2 separate regions of the Hordeum vulgare genome follow, and region 2 is linked to region 1. A link is a contact called in public Hi-C data. All regions are on one chromosome and are shown on one strand. The core of a region is the stretch at or near the end of the contact, and the rest is flanking DNA. Distances in the headings are between cores, read along the strand shown. Region 1 has its middle 230 kb from the start of LOC123425625. Region 2 has its middle 240 kb from the start of LOC123425225.

The links. Hi-C and Micro-C count contacts between places; a contact is called where the count stands out from the background.
Region 2: a Hi-C map of seedling shows a contact between it and region 1, with 4 times the contacts expected there. The contact joins two enhancer-like sites. A contact is called at or near these places in 3 of 6 Hi-C or Micro-C datasets (leaf and seedling).

Annotation. Positions count from the first base shown.
Region 1 is chr2H:87,073,616-87,079,274 of MorexV3_pseudomolecules_assembly, reverse strand. No RefSeq gene overlaps it. Among protein-coding and RNA genes, the nearest start is that of LOC123425625, 230 kb to the right of the region's middle. Within about 2 kb of position 2,179, at least 3 of the 3 cell types and tissues checked have open chromatin away from gene starts, as enhancers often do. A contact at or near this core is called in leaf and seedling, where this site is marked.
Region 2 is chr2H:87,508,569-87,514,227 of MorexV3_pseudomolecules_assembly, reverse strand. No RefSeq gene overlaps it. Among protein-coding and RNA genes, the nearest start is that of LOC123425225, 240 kb to the left of the region's middle. Within about 2 kb of position 3,482, at least 2 of the 3 cell types and tissues checked have open chromatin away from gene starts, as enhancers often do. A contact at or near this core is called in leaf and seedling, where this site is marked.

The sequences.
Region 1 (5,659 bases), core at 930-3,429:
AGCACAACAAGGCCCAACAAGCCATATGAATTTGTACTTTTTTCTAAAACAAATTAGGTAACCAAAGAGAGGGCAGTAAAAATCCTATGTACCGCTCCTGTTGGCACATAGTCGAGGCTTCACACCTTGATCTACCCCGAGCGCGGGAGATGGGTGAGCCCACTGTTAGGTTTTTTCCTGATCTTCTTTTTCGTTCCTGTTTTACTTTTTTTTGTCCAATATTCTTTTTCAAGTTCAAAAAACGAAATAGGAAAATATAAGATAAAAAGAGAATCATTTATAAACCAAAATAAAAACTGGTGACAAACAAAACCTGATATACCAACCCGATAAAATTGGAGAGAACCGGTGGTGGGGAGAGGCTCGTTTTGGGGCAGACAATTATCTGTTGAGCCGAATCATACGTAAAAAGGAGCAATCAGACTTTAAATGGCATGTTAAGCGCTAGATAGCAATTGTAAAGGCTGGGATCTCGAGAGTGAAGTTTTGGTGGACGTGATCTAGATAGCGGTCGTTACTCCTGACGAGATCTAGACTGGTCCCATATATCAATACTAGTCTTTTCTGCGCACTTTGTCCTCACTTATGCACACCCGGGATCAACTTTTCGGTCGGTCACCCATTCTAAAACTACTCCAAGCCAAGTACGCTTAACCTGAGAGTTTTGTTCGAATGAGCTCCCGGAAAAGAAGAAATTTCTTATTGATATGAGTAGTCTATCATCCCTAATAATCCAGGCTATCACAACGGGGGCATTGGAGGACTTTATTTCATGTGACTGAACAATGATATTTCTAAGTTTTAGAATAATACGCAAAAAAATCTGTGAAAACTTATGCATATTCACAGTGGATCTTTAAAATTTCTTTCAAAAATATTAAGATTTGCAAGCTGCACATAAAAAGCAAAAATTTGGCCAATCAACAAACAAAAAATGGCCCATTACCATGTATGTATTTGTTTTTTTTATGTCTAAGCCATGTATTAAACTATATTGTGTTATATATGTATTTGCGCATGTGGGAAAAAAACTTCTTTTTACAATTTGGAACTCTGTATTTTTTGTAAAGTCCACCAATGCTCACGTGCTCCATTTGTAGTCTTCTTAGGGATCCCCTACTACAAGAGACCTCCTCTTTAGCATTTCACGCGATCGGAAGGGGTGCTCCTACATCGCGCCTTTCAGCGAGTCTGCCTTCGAACTCGCGCAAGGGAAGAGCCAGCCATGCCGGCCCACGAACGCAGGAGGCCACAATCTTTTTGTAAGCTTTGTGTTTTATTTTTGACTTTTACATTTGTTATTTATATGTTACAATATTATGCTCCCTTCATTTTTAAATATAAGTCTTTTAAAAGGTTTCACTAAAAGACCACATGCAGACGTATATAGACATATTTTAAAATGTAGATTCATCCATTTTAATCCTTATGTAGTCTGCTAGTGAAATTTCTAAAAAGATTTATATTTAGGAACAGACGGGGTAAGTATATATGTTATAGAAACACCCTTGAATAAAAAATTTAAATATGTAGAACAAGTGCTAACAAAATGTTGAGCAAGTATTTTAAAAATGTTGAAAAAATATTTTTTAAAATATTGATCGTGTATAAACAAATATTTAAGAAGTATATGAAAAATGTTGAAGAAGTATTTCGAAAATGTTTAACAAGGATTTTGATATTTGAGAAAATGTTGATTACGTATATAAAAATGTTGCACAAATATTTCAATAATATTAAAAAAGTATTTGAAACAAATGTTGATCTTGTATATAATAATGTTGATCAAGTATTTGAAAACATGTTGATCATGTATATAAAAATCTAGAATGAAAAACAAAAAGAAACCAAGAAAAACAAAAACAATGAAAACTGAAAAATAAAAAGAAAAAAATAAACCCAAGGAAAGGAAAAATGAAAAAACCCGGTGAACAAAAAAAACAAAGAAGACAAGCAAAATCAGCTTGACTCGATTCGAGTAGGGCGGGCCCCCTTTACCTAACGAGGTGAGTAGTGCGGCGTGGTGGCGACGTGAGCCTGCTTCTTCCTCGAGGAGCAGGGATCGATCCCTCATTCTCCACTTCTTCCTGCCTTTTTTTCTTTAACTGGGAGGGAAGTGGGCCGGCCCAAATACTATGTCGCATTCAGCGAAAGATCCCTTCCACCTCACTTAATACGATATATGGTCACCGCAGCTGGGAAGCTCCCGGGTGCTCACATGAAATTCATGTGGGGTGCGGTTCGTTAGAGTGTTGCCAATTCTTGGGCTCGATTGGTGTCCCTTCTATTGCTTGTTCACTGCTATTCATAGTAATGTTCACCACAACGGAACAACCATTAACAACTGATCTGACAGTTGACCGAAGTCGTTGACCGTTGAATATTTTGTAAAGAACTATGAAATTTGGAAAATCAGAAACTCGAAAAACATGCCCATTTGGTTCAAAAGGATAAGAAATTCGAAAACATACTCATTCGCTAACTCGGAATTAATAGGCCACACAAAAAACTGGCTCATAATCTCAGGAAAAAAACCTCGTTCATTCGCCAACTACTAACTCACGGGCCAACTAGGAGTGCGCTAGTTGGTGAATGGCTGAGAAATATTTTTTTTTAAGAAGCTAAGAAATATGGAAAACCCTATTCATCGCTCTCTATGGCAAATAGTCGGGGTTTTGCACAGTCGCACCGAGACTTGAGCCGGCACAGTTATAGTGCGGCTGACGGCAGGGTGTTTCCCTATTTTTAGTCGGCTTTCCTCACTTTTCTTTCGTTTTCTTTTTCTCTTTGTTTTTTCCTTTCTTGTTTTATATTTTTCAAATTTTCTTTTTGTGCACAATTCAAAAACTGTTAATGCTTTCAAAATTTATTCAAATTTAAAAAATGTTCACGGTTTCAAAATTTGTTCACAATTCGTAAAATGTTTGTGGATTCAAATTTTGTTTACAATTAAAAAATGTTCGCAATATTATACTTTCTTCAGAAATTTTAAATTTTTTCATGTTTCAAAATTTGTACATAATTCGAAAAATGTTTCAAAATTTGTACATAAATAAAAATGTTCAAAATTTATAATTTTGTTCATGAATATAAAATTTGTTCATATTTCAAAACAAATTCACAATTAAAAAATGTTCATGGTTGAAAACTTTTCTCACAATTTAATAAATGTTCGCAATTTTATAATTTTCTTCAAGAATTTCAAATTTATTAATGTTTTATATTTTGTTCACAATTTTACAATTTGTCCATGAATTCGAAAATTCTTCATGTTTCAAAATTTGTTCACAATACGAAAAATGTTCATGGTTCAAAATTTGTTCATAGATTCGAAAATGTTCACAGTTTTATAACTTTGTTCACAAATTTGAAATTTATTCATGTTTCAAAATATATTCAAAATCCAAAAAATGTTCACAATTTTATAATATTTTCAGGATTTGAAATTTGTTCATGTTTTAAAATTTATTCAAAATATGAAAAATGTTCATGTTTTCAAAACTTGTTTGCAGATTCAAAAAAAGTTCATAATTTTATTGTTTTGTTCACGAAATTTGTCCTTGATTCTTGTTTCATAAAACAAATCACAATTCAAAACTATGCACAATTTTGTAATTTTGTTCACAATTCAAAAAAATTCATAAATTCATAATTATTTTTCTAATTTAAAAAATATTCTTGTTTCAAAATTAGTTCAGAATTCAAAAAACGTTCTAGGTTTCAAAATTTGTTCACAAATTCAACAATAATTTCACATTTTTTTCAAAACACAAAATTTGTTCGTGATTTCAATATTTGGTCCCAAATTTTAGAATGTTTGTGGTTCCAATTCTTTGATCTAAATTTGGTGAAAAGTTGAATTTATCAATATTTGGTCACAAATTTGGTAAATGTTTGTGGTTCCAGTATTTAATTCTGAATTTGATGAACATGTCAATTTTTCAAGTTTTGTTCATAAATTCTGAAAATATTCGCAGTGATGAATTTTTTTTCACAATCTAAGGAAATGTTTCATTTTTCAAATAGTGTTCAAAATTTTAAAAAAGTACGTGGTTTCAGAATTTCAAAATTGTACATATATTAAAAAAATGTTCCTATTGGCGAAAATTGTTCAGAAATTCAGAAAATGTTTGTAGCTATTAGTTTTTGTTTGGAATTCATGAAGTGTTCCTTTTCTAATTACGTGTTCAAAAATACAAAATATGACGGCCGTTCCGAAATTGTTCTGAACTTCATAATTTGTACATATATTAGAAAATGTTCATGTTACCGAAAATTGTTCAGTAATTCCGACATTGGTTGCCCTTTTCCAAAATGTACAGTTTAAAAAATCAAACTTTTTGGAACAAAAAATATAGCTGCGGTAACTAATTCTAGTTCGCTACATTAACTGATTCAAATTCTACGCTACTGCTAGTTCTTTAGGTTTGGCGCTGCAATGTGAACCACAAAGGTTCTCTGGTGGAGTGGCTAATCGCAAGTGGCTTGGGCCATCCTCTGTTATTGTTTTTTTTTTCATTCGGCTGTACAGCTCGTGCCCTTCGCCTTTATATGTCGCTTCAGCGAGATGGTAGGAACCATCAGTGCAGGGTGCACGAATTTGGCCGGCCCAGGCTCTCCGAAACAAATGCATTGTTTTTTTATTTTGTATTTTCGTCTTTTGCTTTCTTTTTTGTACTTTGTTTACAGTTCCAAAATTTCTAAATAAATACCCGTGCTTAATTTTTTTTTTATAAATCAAATATTACAAAAGATAATTGAGATAAAACCTTTGAATAGGGTTGACCAAACATTTGAAAAATAAAAAATCTCTATCCAAAAAATGTTTATCACATATACACAAAAATTATATGTAAAATAAAATCTATATGACACAATTTGATCAGGTACTTAAAAAAATTAATCAAGCATTTAAAAAAGTGTTTGAAAATGTCAATCAAAATTTAGTAAATGTTAAATGTGTATAAAAACAATGTTGACCATATATTAAAAAAACGTTGGTAAAATTTAATCAAGCATTTCAAAAAATGTTGTAAAAGTACTTGATTTTTTTAGTATCATTCAAAAAATGCTAAATGTGTATAGAAAAAATATTGACCATGTATTCGAAAATGATGGAAAATTTTATTCATGTCTATAAAAACGTTAATGGAAGATTTAACAAAATGTCAAACAAGTGTTTGAAAAATGTTAATAAAGCCTTTCAAAAAGGTTAAATGTATATAGGAAAAATGTCGATCATATTTGCAAAAACTGTAAAAAATATATTTGAAAAATGTTAATCAAGCTTTTGAAAAATGTTGAAATGTGCATAGAAAAAATGTTGACCATGAATTTAAAAATGTTAAAAGTATATATAGATCATGTATTAAAAAGGTTAATGTTTTGCTTGGAACATTTTAGTTCAGTATTTGAAAAAGTGTTAAATGTGTATAGAAAAAACTGTTGACCATGTATTAACAAATACTAACTGTACATAGAAAAATATTGACTATGTAATTATGTATTAATAAAATTAGTATTTGTATTTCAATAATTTTAGTCAAACATTTTATGTGTATCAAAAACAAGATCACCATATGTTACAAAAATGTTAATCTTGTATTTGAAGATGTTAATCAAGCATTTGAAAACACAAACATGTATAGAAATAATGTTG
Region 2 (5,659 bases), core at 2,233-4,732, 430 kb before region 1:
TCAAACGTCGCAACGTAACTGGGTGACTATAAAGGTGCTCTACAGGTATCTCCGAAGGTGTTCGTTGAGTTAGTATGGATCGAGACGGGGATTTGTCACTCCGTGTGACGGAGAGGTATCTCGGGGCCCACTCGGTAATACAACATCACACACAAGCCTTGCAAGCAATGTGACTTAGTGTAAGTTGCGGGATCTTGTATTACGGAACGAGTAAAGAGACTTGCCGGTAAACGAGATTGAAATAGGTACGCGGATACTGACGATCGTATCTCGGGCAAGTAACATACCGAAGGACAAAGGGAATGACATACGGGATTATATGAATCCTTGACACTGAGGTTCAAACAATAAAATCTTCGTAGAATATGTAGGATCCAATATGGGCATCCAGGTCCCACTATTGGATATTGACCGACGAGTCACTCGGGTCATGTCTACATAGTTCTCGAACCCGCAAGGTCTGCACACTTAAGGTTCGACGTTGCTTTATGCGTATTTGAGTTATATGGTTGGTTACCGAATATTGTTCGGAGTCCCGAATGAGATCACGGACGTCACGGGGGTTTCCGGAATGGTCCGGAAACGAAGATTAACATATAGGATGACCTCATTTGATTACCGGAAGGTTTTCGGAGTTACCGGGAATGACGAATGGGTTTCGGGTGTTCACCGGGGGGGGGGGGCAACCCACCCCGGGGAAGCCCATAGGCCTTGTGGGTGGCGCACCAGCCCTTAGTGGGCTGGTGGGACAGCCCAAGAAGGCCCTATGCGCCATAGGAAGAAAATCAAAGAGAAAAGAAGAAAAAAGAGGAGGTGGGAAAAAGGGGAAGGACTCCTCCTTCCAAACCTAGTTGGATTCGGTTTGGAAGGGGAGGACTTCCCCCCTTGGCTCGGCCGAACCCCTTGGGGGTCCTTGGACCCCAAGGCAAGGCTCCCCCTCTTCCCCCTATATATACGGAGGTTTTAGGGCTGATTTGAGACAACTTTGCCACGGCAGCCCGACCACATATCTCCACGGTTTTACCTCTAGATCGCGTTTCTGCGGAGCTCGGGCGGAGCCCTGCCGAGATAAGATCATCACCAACCTCCGGAGCGCCGTCACGCTGCCGGAGAACTCATCTACCTCTCTGTCTCTCTTGCTGGATCAAGAAGGCCGAGATCATCGTCGAGTTGTACGTGTGCTGAACGCGGAGGTACCGTCCGTTCGGCACTAGATCGTGGGATTGATCGTGGGACGGTTCGCGGGGCGGATCGAGGGACGTGAGGACGTTCCACTACATCAACCGCGTTCACTAACGCTTCTGCTATGCGATCTACAAGGGTACGTAGATCGAATATCCCCTCTCGTAGATGGACATCACCATGATAGGTCTCCGTGCGCGTAGGAAATTTTTTGTTTCCCATGCGACGTTCCCCAACATATACAAGGATAACTCCTACAATGATGATTACCCATGTGTGTATGTCTGCAATGATGACACGTGTAATCATCTAAATGACGAAGTTTAAAATGAAGGATTTGGGTAAACCAAACTACTGCTTGTTACTACGACTTGAGTACCTTCATTCATTCATTATGGTATACTATGGTGTCTATATCCAAAATATATTGGAGAAATTCATTGTGGACAAATCTTATCCATCCGTAACTCTCATGGTAGTTCATTCTCTAGACATAGAGAAAGACCTATTTTAGACCAAGAGATGATGGAGACGAGGTATTAGGACTCGGCGTTCCATAACGTCATTGGATCCACCAAACACACTTGGTTGGAACTCAAGAATACCTATCAATATCTCCAAAGGCATCAAACATCTTGTCCTGGCTTTCCAGTTTGAGAGAAATCTGAACACCAATACATTGGATGCATTGATCTGATCCCAAGTATGTCGGATCGTGGACAAGCTTAGTGTCTCTACTAGGTGTGGTAGCCCTCTCATGTGGAGATTTCAAAATAGACCTCATGGCTACATCCACCAACCATTATTTCAACGATAATGTTTCTTGTGTTGGCCAGATGCAAACATGTTACGCAATAAGCAACATCGCTATATTGCATATCTAGCAAATCAAATCATGTGACTGATTTGTTCACGAAGTCTCTACCAACATCTATGTTCCAAAAATATGTTCATGGAATTGGTATGCGACGGCTTTGAAATTTGCAAGAATTAGGGGGAGTATCTTCGTGAATTGTTCATGTTCAATGCATCGTATTATAGTATTTTTTTCCCTCCGTGAGTTTACTATATAAGTTCTCATGAAGGTTTTTTATGAGGTAATATCAACACAAGATCATATGTCATACTTTCAGTTTTCCCCATCGGATTTTTTAGGAAAGTATATACGACATATTTATTGTTCTCTTGATTCTATGAGTTTTCTCGTATTGAGTTAAAGAAGACAACAACGATTATATGTTGCATAATCTTCTCCTTATTTTTCCCACTCGGTTTGAAGGAGTTTTGGCAACATATTATACTCCTCACATTTTTCCCACGGGGTTTTCGGAGGAGCCTCTTTTCAACATAATGATATGGCTTGGACAAGAGTAGATTAAGGGAAGTGTTAGGATTTAATTAAGACACTTAATTAAAGGGACCCCCCCCTTGTCCTAACCGCCCCTCCGCAACAACCACATCCCTCGATGCGCTGTTCGGGAACGGACGCGTCCCTCTCTTGCGTCCTCTCAAATTATATATAAGCCTAATCATTAATGAAAGAGATCAATAGAGTTTATTTTTACATCATGGTGGTTTTCTCTCCCGCTGAGTTCTAACAGCATGGTTGTACTTGTGAAATTCTACTTGGGGTGCATTTTATTTGACAGTTTTTTCTAGATCTTAAATAACATTGGATGGGTTACTTTTTGTTGGCATTGGAAACATATCATACTATGCAAGGGCAACATTTCACAAATTAATGAATGCTCCAATTTTTTGATGAGATGGCTAAGCTCTCATAACTTACCAATGAATTAATCCTTTTGAAATGAAACAAAGACATGGATTCAGGAGTAGTTTCATAAATGAAAACCCAACAAGACGCCCGTTGGTTTGTAAACATATACTGGATTAAATGGACGATTATTATAAATGTGAAAAGAATGATAAAAGCGGCAGTTATTAGGAATAGAAGAAGGAAACGATAAAGCGCTGGTTAAATGCCACTTTCCCGTTCCAAAATAAATACCCCCGAGAGTACTGTTGTATACCAGTACACGTGTGAACCATGGTGATAAACAGGACAGGATGCCGTTGTTTTAACAAAAAAATGTAAATTGGCTGGATTGTTGTAGTGACGTTTATTCGTAGAAAAAAACTATAATGTGCAGTTATATTAGAAAATTAATAATATCAAGACGGCTGTTAGGGCGGTATGGGGCCCACCGGTCGGTGGGTCGGTCGTGAGAGACAAACATGGTCTGACCCATCCGTCCACGTTGTCGCCATGCCATCTGGCACGCGCCGGCCCCCACACAAAATACGCCACGTGTCCCTCCGTGCTGCGAGCGCGCGGCCGGGGCCGAGCCCCTGCTAGGCCCTGGTCGAACTGGTCTGATTTGATCGCTTGACCCTGACCGCCATGTGGGGGCCGGCCCGCAGCCGTACGGCGAGTTCCTTGTTTGCTGGCCTGCTGCTGCAGGAGCGGCCGGCTTTGAAATGCTGCCTCTGACCAACTACGCTTTCTTTTCCATCACCCCATTGTATTTTCTGATGATGGTACTACGTGCGTAGTACTGTAATAACCGGGCCAAGATCTTGGACGCGAGCGCGGGCGAGCATTTTGCCTAGCTTTTTCTGCGCGGCTTCCGCTGCCTTTTGGGCAGCCTAGTAACGGTGGCGCTGGCATTCCCCGTGCCACACACAACTTCTCCAAACTTTCTAGGGATCGATACCTGCAGCGGTAGCTACATACCGCCCCCGGGAAACATCGTCGTATCTATGGGCTGCTGCTTGTATGCGCCGTGTCACGGATGCGTGGCGCTTGCCCACTAACGACATGCATGATTGTTAATCAGAGCATGCGTTGCTAGGGTGACTCATGGTGGATGTCTTCGGGGCAAAGAATTCATGCATTGGCTGTTTGGCAAGTGTTGTCACTTCCAGGAAAAGAGAAAGAATGAAATCTCTTGGTGAGCACTATTTTTTTCTCCTTTTGTTTTTGACGCCCTACAAGTAAGAAGTTGTTTCTTGCTAAGCTTCTACACACGCTCCACGGGCACTGACATACAATAATTACTACTACTCATTCGTCCTGCATTTAGGTGGACTACATGCAGAAGTTTCACAGGCATTTCGCGGGCATTATTCAAGTTACACCGGTTCCTAAGATTCGCTCGTCAAAGTTGCACGTAGTTAATTCGGTCGTCGACGGTCGCGTGCGCCCACACACACACCACAGACCACAGACCACACAATGCATATATATGCATGTACCTCCAGGGATCGTGCCAAAACTTTAGACTTTGGAGGCAGGGAGGCCTGCTTTATTAAAATCGCATGTGAAGTTACCATATGTGTCGGCATTTCCTCTAGTTGGCCAAACGGCCGGGGAGGTCCACACGTACCCTTTTGCATTGCAGCGCTTGTACACAACTCTAAGTCGTCCAAGTCTACTAACTCACTCCATGAATCTTACCATATGCTTGCTTGCAAATGTACAGTAGTAACAAATTTACCTCTTGAGTTGCTTCTTACACGTTCTTTCCCTGAAACAGCGAAAGCACAACTTGCAGGACCAATTTCACATATACGCGCACTGGGTGTACAGCTGTCAAGGCCCCGACACGGCCGACCGTATCGTAACAGAATTGGAGCTGTGGAACAGAAAATCTTTGTCGTTGATCATGAGCAAGGTGCCAGGGACATCCATTGATGAGAACAGCTAGGCAGCACCTGGAACTGAACGATCGAGTGAATCCATGAATGCATGCATGCGTCGTCGATCGACACGCACTGGAGAGATCTGATGAACAGCTGGTTTGCATTCTTTCTTTCTTGGCCTACAAGTAGTATGGTGTATGGATTCGATCTAGTGTGTTTTAATTGGATCGGACCAGCACGGAAAACAAGTATAGTGGGTGTATATTCCTCTTGGGCCTACAAGATTCTAGACAGCGCATGCCTTGTGCTTGCGCGACTCCTCTCAGTCGCCGGCAAGATTCTAGGCTCAAGGGGAACGTGCTCTCAGTGCATGCATGCGCGGTAAAATAAAAATAATGCACGCTTCATGGCCTTGGGTGTACTTTTGACGTAAACTATTATCACCCATTGTTCCACGCCGGCCAGGCGGTCAAAGCCGCCGTATGCATGTTCGCCAACCTCACAAGCCATCGCCATGCACGCAAACCGCCGCCCGGAAAGGAGAAAGTGGCCTAGTTCTTCGTTCAAACGGGCATCTACAAAAATATATTCTCCATGATATATACCCTCATGCCTTCAGGAAGAAGAAGAGAAAACCAAGCGTTCACAGCGAGAGAGGTAATCCCTGACATCATATACCCCCCATTCATCGCATTGTATTCATTTGTTTATTTTGTTTGTCCCCAACTCCCCATGCATTACTTGAACGATGAAGCTTTAGTCAGTTGGCAATCTCTTGCCTTCCTTCCTTCCTTCCTTCCTTCTCACACATGTATACTACTCCTAGTAGCTA